2 separate regions of the Arachis hypogaea genome follow, and region 1 is linked to region 2. Evidence: chromatin contacts called from public Hi-C data. All regions are on one chromosome and are shown on one strand. Each heading gives the region's core, a stretch centred on a gene start, on an enhancer-like site or on the middle of the called end of the contact. The rest is flanking DNA. Distances are from core to core; before and after follow the strand shown.

Evidence for each region. A called contact is a pair of places that touch in the nucleus more often than the background predicts.
Region 1: a contact with region 2 is called in a Hi-C map of an unstated tissue, with 8 times the contacts expected there. The contact joins the promoter of LOC112750582 here to the promoter of LOC112750581 in region 2. A contact is called at or near these places in 3 of 8 Hi-C or Micro-C datasets (leaf and an unstated tissue).

What each region holds. Positions count from the first base shown.
Region 1 is chr15:124,180,903-124,188,174 of arahy.Tifrunner.gnm2.J5K5, reverse strand. LOC112750582 reads right to left here and starts at 1,746. Exons shown (of 2, transcript XM_025799371.3): 1 at 589-1,746; 2 at 1-478. The coding sequence starts at 1,371. The coding sequence ends at 317. It overlaps LOC140179534 (a long non-coding RNA gene), which reads left to right and starts at 5,262. Exons shown (of 2, transcript XR_011873034.1): 1 at 5,262-5,675; 2 at 6,904-7,086.
Region 2 is chr15:124,029,553-124,036,605 of arahy.Tifrunner.gnm2.J5K5, reverse strand. LOC112750581 (T-complex protein 1 subunit beta) reads left to right here and starts at 4,580. Exons shown (of 13, transcript XR_011872213.1): 1 at 4,580-4,849; 2 at 4,965-5,001; 3 at 5,111-5,167; 4 at 5,287-5,352; 5 at 5,463-5,574; 6 at 6,331-6,459; 7 at 6,739-6,810; 8 at 6,917-7,032.

The DNA of each region.
Region 1 (7,272 bases), core at 497-2,996, 150 kb before region 2:
TTAATTTCTCCAGCCTAAAGAAACCTAGCTCAGAACTCAAGAAACTAGAAGAACCAAATCTATGTAACTGCCACTGATCATTATCTAGACTAATAACTTAAATGAATGCTATATAGATGCGTCCTTAAAGCCACAGAACTTCACAAGCTTTAATCAATTAACTAAGATATTCTTTTCTATCACAATCCACTTTCTTCGGTAGAGAGTTATTGACATATAAACAAACGAATGAACGAACTATGTACCTACTACCAAAAGTAAATTAGCTTTCAAAGCAACAAAACAAGATTGTTGTTATAGGCTTTCAAGTTTCAAATCAAGATTCTTCATCAGAGTCAGAAGAAACAAGCATCTTGTCCTTTCCCTTTCCCTTTCCCTTCCCCTTCCCAGATTGTCGCGCCTTTCCATTCCCTGCGTCTTCAGCAACCTTGTACAAATCTGCTGTAACCTCTGTTAACCACGAACCAGGAACAAGACCCTGCACAACCACGTTAGCGCAGAATCAGATTATAACAAATCAAACAAAGAGTACAGCGACGCTGCAGAGATTCAAGTTAAAAGAAGTCAAGAAAAATCGATGCAACTTACATCCAATTGCTTCCGGATACTTCTGGGCCTTTTGTTGGGCCTGCGCGGCGGCCGGTGGCCCACCATCTTTATGAAATCTTCTTCAACCTCCTTCCTTGACAATTGAAGGGAGAATTTCGGCCTCGGCGCGCTCTTATCGGAATTGCTTCGAAGCTTCAGCAACTTAACGGTGCCGCCGTCAGTTCTTGCAGGAGAGGAATTCTCATCAATCTTCAACGCTTTCTCGCTGCCGCCGCCAAGTCTGCCGTCGGAGAATGGAATCTTCCACTCCGCTCGCCTTGTCCTCAGATTCCACGTCCTCGCGCCCTCCCTCGCTAACAGAGGCGGCGATTCCCGCTCGTTTTCATCCTCCCCCACATTCATCTTGTCGTCCTCTTTGTTCCTCAAAATGGCGTCTTTCATCTTGTCAGCCTCGGTTTTCAGATCAAACATCAGTTTTTGCCTCATCGCCTCAATTCCGTCCTTCACGCCATCGGCACCGCTGCGGCCCTTGCCATTGATTCGCGACCTCGGTATCTTTGCCACCGAGTGGTTTCCCTCCTGTTCCGTTTCCCTCTTCCGCCTCGGCGGTGACTCATCGGACATTGAAACTGAAGATCGGCGATCTCCGCTGCTGGAGCGGCTAGAGCCGGCGGAGTTTGTGCACCTCAGGTACTTCTGGCTTCCCCACTTCAAGTGTGGAAGGTTGAAATTATGAAGGCGGTTTGATCGCTTGGGACTGGTCGCCATGGACTCCGGCGCTGGAACTGTCCCTCTATCTCCGTTCAAACCCGGCAGCACCATTTACATGAAGACAAGGAAGAGAATCGGAGGAACGAGAAAGAGAGAAGAAAACCCTTTCACTCCGCCAAGTGTTTTGGGGTGCGTAGGCAGAGGAAGAGAGAGCTGAAAATTCTATCGAAAATCAGAAACAAAGAGATTGAATAGGCTTTTTTCTGAGGTGGCCGGGAAATTAAGTTAATATAAGGAGTAGGGACTGAGAAGAGGGGGCGGTTTTAACGTTTGGGTTAATGGACTTGGAGTTGGACCTTGGGATGCATATGCTCATGTTTCCGTGATTCTTTTTTATTTACACCATAAACTTAATATAAATTTAAATATTTTGTTTTCAACTGAAATCCTTATCTAAATCGTAAATCTCAAATTTGTTTTTATCACATTTTGATCCGAAAACTTAGTTCTTAATATAAATGTATGAGGCAATTCGACCTATTTAAAAAAAAAATATTATATGACTAATAAAATTTATCATTTTAACATTTTTGATAATCTAATCGAATTGATTTTTTTATTTTATTTTTTATGGTATTTCTATTTCGACAAGTTAAGGATTAATCCGTCGCGATACTGAACTGAACTCTATTTAAAAGTTTGTCGCTGAGTAGGTTGCTGCATATACCAGACAGAATTCGAACTCTCAACGCTTACTTAAACAGACTAGTGAACTAACCACTAAACCAACTAAACTTAGTTCTCTAACCGAACTAGTTAGCTCGAACGAATTAACCAAAAATTAACTACTAAGAGTATGTTTGGTAAACACGTTGAAAGCAAAAAAAGTGCGTTCAATCTTTTTTAACGCTGTAATTTTTGTTTGGCTAATTTTTTTCTTCTGAACGCGAACATGATTCTGGATTTGAACTCTCGTTTACCAGAAGCAACAAATTGTAACTTCTACGTTTAGCTTCTTCGTTCACTTCATAAATTAAAAAATTAATTGGCATTCTATCAATTTTGTCATTCAATCTCATCTATAACAAGAAATACCAAAAACAATCATCAGAGTTTTTGAATTTTTTTCTTCACAAATAAATATTTTTTAATATTATTATTAGTACTCTTTGTTAAGTTTTAATTTTTATCAATTATTTATTTATTTTTTTATTAATAGTATGAATATTTTTGTTTAGAATTTTTTATGTTCACTTATGTATATTATTGTATTTTTTTAATTGAATTTTTAATATTTATTATTCATATGTTTTTTTTAATTATTTTTATTAATATGTATTTTTTTTATAGAATTTTATTTTTTTATTTGACTTTGTATATTTTTTACTATATATCCTTAAATTAGTATATATTTTATTTATTATTATTAATTTTTATAATATAAATTTTATTAAAAAGATATAATTAAATACAAAAAGAATACGAAAGAAGAGTATTAACAAATTATAACAAAAGAGTATTAATTTTCAATACATAAATTTAAATTCTTTTCAAAAGTAATTATAGTAAAAAATGTTAAAATAATATAGATTTGAATAATATAAATTTATGTCCTTTTTAATAATTTTTGTCTAAAAATAATTTTAAATAATGTAATCCAAACAACATTCATTTTATTATAATCCATTTTATCACAAAATTATCAAATATAATTATATAAATCACGTTAATACCAACTCATTTTTATCAAAATTAAATTTATAAAATCAATTTTATACAAAATTTCATTTACAAACTCTAATTCAAACATACACTAAATTATGTCGCTTTTTAATTTTATTATGGAGGCAAAGTTGGTGCTCGACTTGGATATGGGGAGGAGTGGTGCTTAACATTGGTGGTGGTGTCAGGCACCACTCAGACCCAACAATTTCTTGAACTTAATTCAAAAAGCAAATTAACAGAGAAAACGGACCATCCGATTTCATGTAAATCGTCAAAAAAAATATTGATTATGGAAAAATCGCAGAGTCCGATTTATTTTATGTGAATTTCAGATCCTCCCTCCATGCAAAACGGACCTCCGATTTGCATCCAAAAACTTAAAAACAAAAAAATCGAAAGGTCCGATTTCTTAACACCAAATTTAAGCAAAAAGCTGTCCCACAAATTAGTGTAGTACCTCCATCATCCATAACCCAACACAACACCTTCACCTCTTCCATAACCAAAAAAATCAACTAAATTATGTTAGTTCAGAGTAAAAATCTATCAGCAATGAATGGATAAAAAACCAAAAAACGATCAAACAAATAGTTAATCGGTCAAAGCGATTTTTTTAGCGATTAAACTAATTTAAAATAATAAAATACAAAATTTTTTTTAATAAATTTATATATTTTATACATAAATATATTATTTTATTATATTTAGTTCAATTTTAATTAAATATCAGATGAATTTTTATATTTTTAAATTTTTAATTCTATTAATTTAATCACCAATTTAATTTTTAAAATCTTACATTTTAGATAATACTTAATAAACAAAAATATTTTTATATTAAATTTAAAATTTAAAATTATAAATACTAATAATATAAAAATAAAATATTAATCTAAAATATTAACTAATATTAATAAAAAATCAACTTTTTTCTTTAAAAAATAATATTGCATATGTCAACATCAGTCAATTTGTATATTGAATTCCAATAAATTGCATATAAAACTTGTACTTAAGAGTTTTGAAACACATGCATTTTTCTTTTTTTTTTTTTGTTCGCGACATCTACAAGTCCAATAAGAATAAGTATTCAAATAAGGTGAATACTATATATCGTCTAAATTATAAAAAAAATCTATACATATAGATTATGTGTGGTTAGTTTCTTTGGATGATATTTATCATATTTTTGTTTTAATTCTATTCAGATGAGTTGATAGATAAAATAGGCACCACTTGCATAATAGTATTTTGTCTCTTTCAAATTCTATTAGCACGTAATTAATTGTTAAATATTTAGTTGGACTTTTATCTTCATTAAAACTCACCTTTTTTTCTTATTTTTGCAAAATCAAAATTAAATAGTTTAGATAATAAAAGAAAATTTCTTGTTATTATTCCCTATTTTTTTAACATTAATTTCAAAAAATAGTTTGTAAGTGTAAAATCTAGTTTGCCAATAAAACTCTTTATTTTAAAATTTTAAGTACAATTATATTTTCTGTCAGTCTCCTAAATTTAATATGAGAGACTATTATCATCGTCAAAATAATTATTACTATATTTTTATTAAATTTTATATTTTCTGTTTAAATATTTTTTTCTTCTTATCTTATTGCTATATTCTTTTTTGTTTATTTTACAAGATATAATTTTTTAATAGTTTCTATTTATCATTTTTTATTATTGTTTCATTTGATTTTTAGTACCTTAACAGGGTGTCAAATTAAACTTGTATCAAGATAGTGAGCTCCACATGAAAATTACTTAATGTTAGTGTCGAAAGTGAATTGTGCAATACAGTGTAGGCAATAAAGTGAAATCGAAATAAAAAAAGAAAAAGAAAATAGAGTCGAAATTGTTGAAAATGTAAAAAAATAAATAAATAAAAGACGGAATAACAAATGAGAATGAGTAATATAACACCCGAGTTTTTAAAATTAAATTTTACGCTTTGAATTTAAAAATAAAATTTAACTTAATGATGACTTATTCTATTATTTTAAATTATCTATCAAAAATTATATTGATAGTTACAGTCTAAATTGATTTTTATAAATATTATTATTATTATTATTTAGTTATATTTATTTGGCCGAAGCCATTAAGATTTGTATTATATTATTACAATATTATATTATTACTTGTTTATAACATGACACATGCTCTCTTTTTATATATAACCAAATGAAAGAATTAGAAACGTGGCTTATGTGCTCTTGTGCATATATATATATACATACATATAATTGTTACACATGCCACTCTTAATTATTAATCAATGACACCTAATGAAGCATTAGCCACCACAAAGTATCCATTCATTCCTATCAGCCTTATCACTTTCATTTCTTTACTCTCACCACCGAATTGAACTTGGCAAAAAAAGAAGAAAGAAAGGCCGAGAGAGAATGTGAGCTTTCATGGAAACCATGAGTTTTTAGCTTCAATTTCGTGTGATTCATAACTCCAATAAAAAATCTAATTTGGTAAAAGTGTTCGTATTTTCTTCTTCTACACGTTGGTATTACTTTGATCCAGTAGAAGTTGACGGTCACGTATCTCCTCTTTCCCTTGAGTTCGGCCAACTGGAGTTCTAGGAGGTACAGATGATTTCTGACGCTTTCCTCTTCAGCAGCTCGGTCAGAAAGTTTTTCCAGAGTTTTTATTGATTTCGATCTCATACGGAGGTAGGAGATTTATTTTTAAAGATAAACGTTTTTAATTTAGAATGCCTACAAAATTAATTGAATAATTGTAAATATCTATATATATATATATATATATATAATAGTAATGTTATTGAGTATGGATTATTGCTGTGAATGTGACTGTTTTCGTATTATTAAGAATTTCGCTGATTTGAGAATTGTTGAGGAATAGGGAACCCGTAAGGGTGGTTTAGACCGAATTTTAGAGAAAATGTCGCCAAAATTTTATAAAATCTGTATAAAATCTGAGATTTTATTTGAAAAGTTATTTTAAAAGATTTGGTTTTGGAAATTAAATTATTTAAAATATATTTAGTTAAGAAAAGATTTACTCTATTTTAAAGTTTGATTTATTAAGAAAAATATAATGTTTTAAATCCAATCTTTTAAGGAGAGATTTTGTTTTAAGTAAAGATTTGAGCTCGGTTTATTAAGAAAAGGAATCTCTGTCACAGGAGAGCAGAGAACAAGGATTTAAAGAATATATTAATTAATGAAGTGTCTGCCACAGGAGAGCAGATGTGACATTGTTTGGGCCTTAGTGCCAAATGTAAAGTGGGGACGCCCACACACTGAGAACTGTTTTCCAGATGTACGCTTATTGATTTGGAAAGTCACACTGATGCGGCCTAGCCGTACGACTTAAAGTCACACTGATGCGGCCTGGCCGTACGACTTATAAGCACACTGATGCATCTGGAAAATCATATCTGGGACTTGTGCCCGGGTAATGTCGGGAGCGGGTAGGCAACCGACACATGAGCTCATGGCCTGCGTTAGGGATAGACATGCATCATATTGATTGCGCATTTGCATTTGATTGCGCTTGCCTGTTTTATTACTTTGTGATTGTATTGTTTGTCTTGTGGTGACTTGCTTGTACATTGAATTGAATCTCTTGCTTGCACTAATTGTTTGTGAGTATACTAAAGTGATTACAAGTTGACATTTGACTGAGGATTAACTATGTGGCTGAGAGACAGAAAATGTGACTAGTTTTATATTTAAAATTTGTTTTGAGTTTAGAAATTTAAAGAAAAGTAATTATTTATCTAAAGTAGAAATAAAAGTATTTCCAAAGGGTTAACAAAATAGTTTTATTGAGTAAAGTTAATTATTTGCATTAAATTCATTACTTTTACGGCATTCCCATTCCCTACTGAGAACGTGTGGTTTGTTCTCACCCCAAAATCTTCCACCCTTTCAGTGACACAGGTTCGAAGATTCAGTTAGAAGATGCAGACGACTAGTAGTTTTACTTGTGATTCCTGTTATTTTTATAGAGTTCCCTCGCCCTTGTTGCTTTAAGTTTTATTTTATCCAGAGGAATATGTATTGTATTTGAGTTTTATATTAAATTCATTTGTATAGCATTTATTATTATTAATAATTGTGTGATTTTAATTACTACAAATAATTTTTTGGTATTTTCTTATAAACTGAAACGCGATATCGACGTAAAAGCTCAGTATTAAATAGATAATATAGGAAATCAGGTCCGTAACGCCTTACTTGTGGTACGATCATGACGTGCTAAAAGTTAGGGTGTTACAAGTAAACTGAAATAAGAAATTTA
Region 2 (7,053 bases), core at 3,331-5,830:
TTCTCTCCTCCAGCTAGAAAACCAAAAATTCTGGTTCAAATCTCCAATACACCAAGCAAACCCATCCTTCAACACTTCCCAAGCCTTGCAAAGACACCTCCAAATGGGAGAGTCTTTGTTCTTAGGATAACTAAAACAGTCATATAGAGATGATCGGTATTTGGCATCCAACAATTGGACCCATAGCTTGTTTGGCTGTTGGAAAAAAGTCCAAACTAGCTTCCCAAGAAGAGCAATATTTACACAATAAGGATCTCTAATCCCCAAACCTCCATATTTTTTTTGGAGTAACCAGTACCTTCCAACTAACAAGATTCAATCCTCTTCCATCAACTTGTCCTTTTCAAAGAAAATTCCTCATCATAGACTCCAATTTACTAATGATTCCTTTGGGAAAAATAGAGACCTGCATCTGGTACGTGGGAATAGCGGCTGCAACAGAATTAACCAAGTAGAGTCTACCAGCCCGATTGAGTAAATTCCCTTTCCAGCTTGCTGGCCTACTCCGAATCTTATCCAGGACAACATTGAAAGCTGAACGAGGCACCCTAGAATGGCTAAGGGTAACTCTAAGATACCTGCCCAAGTCCTGGACAAATCTGATAGAGGATACCCCAGTGAAAACCTCTTTTCTTGTTGTAGAAACATTCTTGGAGCAAAGCGCTTTAGACTTCTTCACATTAATCTTCATCCCAGATGCTTTGCAAAAAGTCTCTAAAACCAACATCACATTTTGCACTTGTCTCTTTGTAGCTTTACAGAATAGAAGTAAGTCATCCGCAAACATTAAGTGGGATATTCTTGGTCCCCCTCTAGAAATAGCAACCGGCTCCCACAAGCCCAAATCAACCTGATGACTAATAAAGCATGCCAATCACTCCATACACAACACAAAAAAATAGGGTGACATAGGGTCTCCTTGTCTAAGACCTCGACTAGGAGTAAAGCCATTCAGACAATTCCCATTCTAAAGAATAGATAAGGAAGAAGCAGTGACACAATTCATAATCAAATTAATTGTAGGAATAGAAAAACCAAAGCTCTTAAGGGTATAAGTCAAAAACCTCCAGTTAACTCTGTCATAAGCTTTCTCCAGATCAATCTTAAAGGCCAGTGTGCCTTTCTTTGATTTAGTCTTCTTCATAAAGTGGAGAACTTCTTGAGCAATAATGATGTTGTCAGGAGTTCCTCGTCCCGGAATAAATCCTCCTTGAAGCGGGCCAACAATCTCCGCAAGATAAGGACGAAGCCTATTAACAAGGACCTTCGTGATGATCTTGTAAACTACATTGCAGAGACTAATCAGCCTGAAATCTTTCATAGATAACGGTGATTCAACCTTTGGAATAAGAACCAGTAAAGTCTCCAACATTCTCGGATCAAGAGTAACACTGGAGAATGCCTGCTTAACCATCTTCCAAACATCAAGACCAATGATCTCCCAATATTCTTTGAAGAAGAAAGCTTGAAACCCATCAGGACCCGGAGCTTTAAAAGAGTTCATGTGAAAAACAGATGTTCTGACTTCCTCCATAGTAACTGGTGTCGTGCGATTATTGCAAGCTTCCTCATTCAGAGAAGGAAGAGGCACATCACCAAGGCAACCCAAATCAACATCATCCAAATGACAGAATAAACTTTTATAGAAAGACTCTGCTTCTTGACTCAGAACCTCTGGATCAGTTTCCCACACTCCATCCTTGAGAAAAAGGCCATGAATCTTATTATGCTTCCTTCGCGCAAGAGTTTGAATATGAAAGAATCTTGTATTCCTATCCCCGAACCTTACCCACTGCTCTTTGGACTTTTAGAACCATAGGAGCTCTTCTTGCACTAGAGTATTATTATAATCATCAAGTAACTGTTGTTCTTTCTGACGCAAATAAATACTATCCACCACTTCCAAACGCTTTTGTAAATAATTAATCTGCTACTCTAATTCACATTTTTTAACAAAAATGTTACCAAATACCTTCGAGTTAAACTCTAGTGAATTCTTCTATACTTCCGAAAGCTTGCCATGAATCCCTCTATTACCAGACCACCATGACTGATTCACAATATCCCAATACTCAGGATGAGTAGCCCAAGCAGCAACAAATCGAAAAGGTCGATTCCCTTTAGGCTGAGGACGACCTTTACAACGCACCAGAATAGGGCAATGATCAGACTGAAGCCTATTTAAAACTTCTGCATAAGCCTCTGGAAAGATAGATAACCAACTACTATTTATACATACTTGATCAAGCTTTTTTGCCACGTCAACATAATTTTTCACCCTTCTGTACCAAGAAAATCGCCTCCCAATAGTCTTCAGATCAAACAAACCACTATCCTCTAATAAAGTAGCAAATATGTCTGCTCTTTGATGAGAAAATTGACAGCCCTTAGATTCATGAGAAAATTTGACTTCATTAAAATCACCAAGAACAATCCAAGGTCCTTGAAAAACCATGGATTGTGCAACAAGATAATCCCAAAGGAGAACCCTTTTATTAAATTGAGGACTGCCATAAATACCATTACACCTCCAAATTAAATTATCAAATTGAACCTCAACAGTAACACCCTGATCAAAAGCATCAATGAACTTACAACAAACACCTTTCATAGAGGATAGAAACCAAATACCTCCCTTATGCCCCTCTGCTTCTACTATACCAACAGAGTGATACCCCAACCTTTCCCAAAACAATTTTAAATGCTGAAAAGGGGAGCGAGTTTCAACCACAATAAAGAAAATATGTCTAAATTTTCTAACAAGTTCCTTACAATGCACCAGGGCTAACTTATTAGAAGCACCCCTAATATTTCAAACAATCATATTAAAACTATCCATAAATAATAGGGACAGAATAAATAAGAACATAAACTCTAAACAGAATTACCAACCTCAATAGGTGGTTTGTCCTACGGTACTGGCACACTCCAATCCTCAATAATTGCCACCTTCGGACCCCCTAACACTGCACCTGCCATGCTTCCATCTACTAAGGTTTTCTCCGTTGTGCCACCATTTTTATCAACTGGCGAGTTTTGCAGGGAGGAAGGCCGAGGACGCTTCCGTAGTGAAATTCCATGACGTGCAGGAGTTCTGCACAATAGAGATGGTGCAATTTCATGTTTTTCTTGCTTCCTCATCCTAATGCCAATTAATTTGCCTCCATCACCATGCAAATTGGGCCTTGGAACCATTCTCGAACCATACTTGTGCTGCTTTCCATCTTGGTCCTTCAAACCTGATGACTGGCCCATTATGAATTTTTCCTTACGCAGCACTTGTTGCCAGCCCTCTCCATCATCCATGCATGCCGCATTAACATGACCATCAGGCACGTGAGGAGCTAATGATTTCGTAACCACATCCTTCCCTTTAACAACTCCTAATTTCTCACCCAAATTACGAGAATTCTCACCCAAATCACAAGCTTCTGATTCAGCCTCTTTATGAAGCTCATGATTGTTGTGTGGCACTAGTGTCGGGGCTTCATTATTTTTTCCATCACCAAAGAAATTTCTGTTTCCTTCCAAGGACTCCTTCTCCTTGCACAACGATTTATCATGCCCATACCGTGCACAAGTAGCATAAATCAACTGTAAACTCTCGTACTCCATTTCATGAGTCACACCCTCCACTATAATATGTTTGATTTCAGGCAACCCAAGATTTATTTGAACACAAGCTCGAGCATGTAAAAATTCTATTTTTAAAAATTTGATCCAAACTATATTATTAATATTTTTTATTATTTTTATAAATTATATTTAATTATTTATAAATACATATATCTCGTTTACCGACGAAAATTAAAAAATACACATATTTTGTTTACACTGTAAACAAGATACGTGCAAAATTATCTCGTTTACAGTGTAAACGAGATAAGTATTTATTTCGATAAATATTTTTTAAATTATTTATTTCGGTAATTATTACATTTATTTAATTTATAAAAATAAAAAATCCTTGATTTTTTATGCACATATACTACATTTTTATAATAATATCAAATAAAAATGATATTTATGATATAAATTGATTAAAAATATATTTATTATTTAAAGGTAATCTTCCTTGTAAGTTGTAAGACACCCAAAATAAAACTAATTTAATAAATAAGAGAAAAGTAATATCCTAAAGCTATCTCTAAAAAATTTTAAATTAAACGATTTGATTCTCAATAAATTTTAATTATTAAATTAATTTTTATTTTTTATTTTATTAGACAAGTCAATTCTCAAGTTAAATTTTGAAAAAAAATTAGATAAATAAATATTTATTATTATTTAATGAAGATATAATGGTTTTTAATTTTTTTTATAAAATTTTCAGACATTTTTTATATAAATGAATAATATAATATGAGATTGATTTTTCTAATAAAATAACATTTTTTAAACTAATTTAGTAATTAAAATTTATTAAAATTAAAAATGATGGACTAAAAAGTTATTAGAATTTAATTTCAGTATAACTCACAAATAAATTCGAAGTCACTTTTAATATTTTAATAATAATAATAATAACAACAACAACAACAATAATAATAATAATAATAATAATAATAATAATAATAATAATAATAATAATTTCGGTTGCGGGATCGTAAAACCCTACTACTTTCATTTGCTGGCTTACAATTGCTACGCCATATTCGCGACATCACCAGAAACCCTAAGAAATCAGACACCACCTTTGTCCTCGCTGCTCCTCGCTTCCACATCTCCAGCCGCTCTGCAACTCCTCCGCCAAACAATCCGCCGCGACGTAACTCGCTGCACTCTTCTCTCCCTCACTGCTCCACTCTGCCACTGTCTCCGCCGCCAACAACTCTGCCAACATCTACCAGTGAGTTTTTTTTTCTTTTTTTTTTTAATTGTTGTTGTTAGAATTTATTTAGAGCTTTTGTCTTTCTTTTTAATTGATTTTAGTAGATTTTTAGCGAGTTCTGTTCTCTTTGCAGGTGGCCACATTTTGAATTTTGAAACTTCATAATGGCTGTAAGTAGATCTCTGCTAACGTTATTATCTTTATTTTTATTTATTTATTTATTTTTTTTATCTTCCTTTAATAATTTTCTTATGGGGGTGAGTGGTGAATGCTATGTAGATTGATACAATTTTCAAAGATGAAGCCAGCCAAGAAAAAGGAGAGCGAGCCAGGATGGTGAGTGTGATATGTTTGTGTTAGCGAATATTTTCGTGCATTCTCCTTGGTATTTGAGTCTGAGGAAGTTGATTAACTCTTAATTACATTTGTTGTGATGGTTCTTTGCATTTGCCCAGGCATCTTTTGTTGGAGCCATGGCTATTGCTGACTTGGTTAAGACTACTCTAGGGCCGAAGGGAATGGTAAAACAATCTGTTCTTCCCAGCATTAACCTTATCGATAAATGATGTTATTTTCTGTTCATACTTCGTAGTTGTAAGTAATCTGTATATCTTCAATGTGATTGCTGCAGGATAAAATCTTGCAGTCAACAGGAAGAGGGCGTGAAGTTACTGTGACCAATGATGGTGCTACGATCTTGAAGTCCCTCCATATTGATAACCCAGCTGCTAAAGTGCTTGTTGGTATCCTTTTGGCTTTTCATTTTCTAATATTTTCTATTATTCTTGGGGTAGTGATAGACTGATGGTAGCTTAGGAATTGCTGGATGCTACAATGAGTCCAAACCAGATCATAAGAAGGTCAACTTTCTGAGTTTTTAAGAGCATGTAAGGAACTCTTTCTCCCAAATATGTGGTTAGTGTTAGGATATATTACAGGCCCCCAACACTCTTTGGAACCTACAAACTTCTAGATGTTCGCCAAGAATCCAAGATGCTCTCACCATCCTTTCTAATTCCCCTAAAGAGATCATCGAAAAATTGATGATAGATTTCACTTCTAAATTTCTAATGTAGTTCACTGAGTGGTGCAGAAGTGCTTTTTGCATGGGAAACACATTAGTAGATTGCATTGGGAATTGGGACATCTCTATTACTATTAGTGGGCATATATTATCTGGGCTTATGCTGGTCTTCAAAAGTGACATTCTAATTCCCAGTGAAAACACACCATAGTCCGACTTCATGAATACTGACATCAATGGATATGTGATGAATTTGTGCCAACTCACTAGGTATGTTGGGCTATAATTTATGGTAGTATCCTGGTAATTTAACTGATGCTGTTTTTCATATGCTACACATATATTTAAGGTGGCAATTACTTGGGTACTCACATAATTTTCATTTAGCTACTGATGAGAGCATGGATGTAGATTTTCTTGCATATGTCAGAAGCTAAATTTAAACTGTACCATAAACATCCTTAATGTGAGTTAGACATATCAAAAGTTCAAGATGATGAAGTTGGTGACGGAACAACCTCTGTTGTTGTATTGGCTGGTGAACTTTTAAGGGAAGCAGAAAAGCTGGTTGCAGCTAAGATTCATCCTATGACAATAATATCAGGTTTATTTATTTGCATTTCAATATTCCCTAACTTCCCTTATGATACAGTCTTTTCCCCTTGCAAATTTCATATTCCTTTATACTTTGTGCTGTTTGATTTTAGTTGACCTTTCGTCTTTCCAAAACAATGAGTGAAAAGCAGAAGACATTGTCCGAGATTTGTAAAAAATGAAGCACAGAAGCTTGAGGATGAAGCTTACTCTGATTGAAACTTCTTATAGTGCGGAAAATCTTGACTATCTGATTACTGTGCTTTATATTATTGCTATTGATTTTCAGGTTACCGAATGGCAGCTGAGTGTGCTCGTAATGTGTTGTTGCAGAAGGTTGTTGACAACAAAGCAGACGCAGGTATTTGTTTTTCCATTTTGAGTGTGATTCTTCCCATTTCTATTGCACTGGGGAGGGAGGGAGATTGGCTCCATAGCCTAATGCATTGATTTACTGTAACATGCAGATAAATTTAGATCAGACTTGATGAACATTGCAATGACTACTTTGAGCTCCAAGATTCTCTCACAAGACAAAGAACATTTTGCAAGCTTAGCTGTGGATGCTGTAATGAGACTAAAGGTGAGATGTACTGAAAAACTA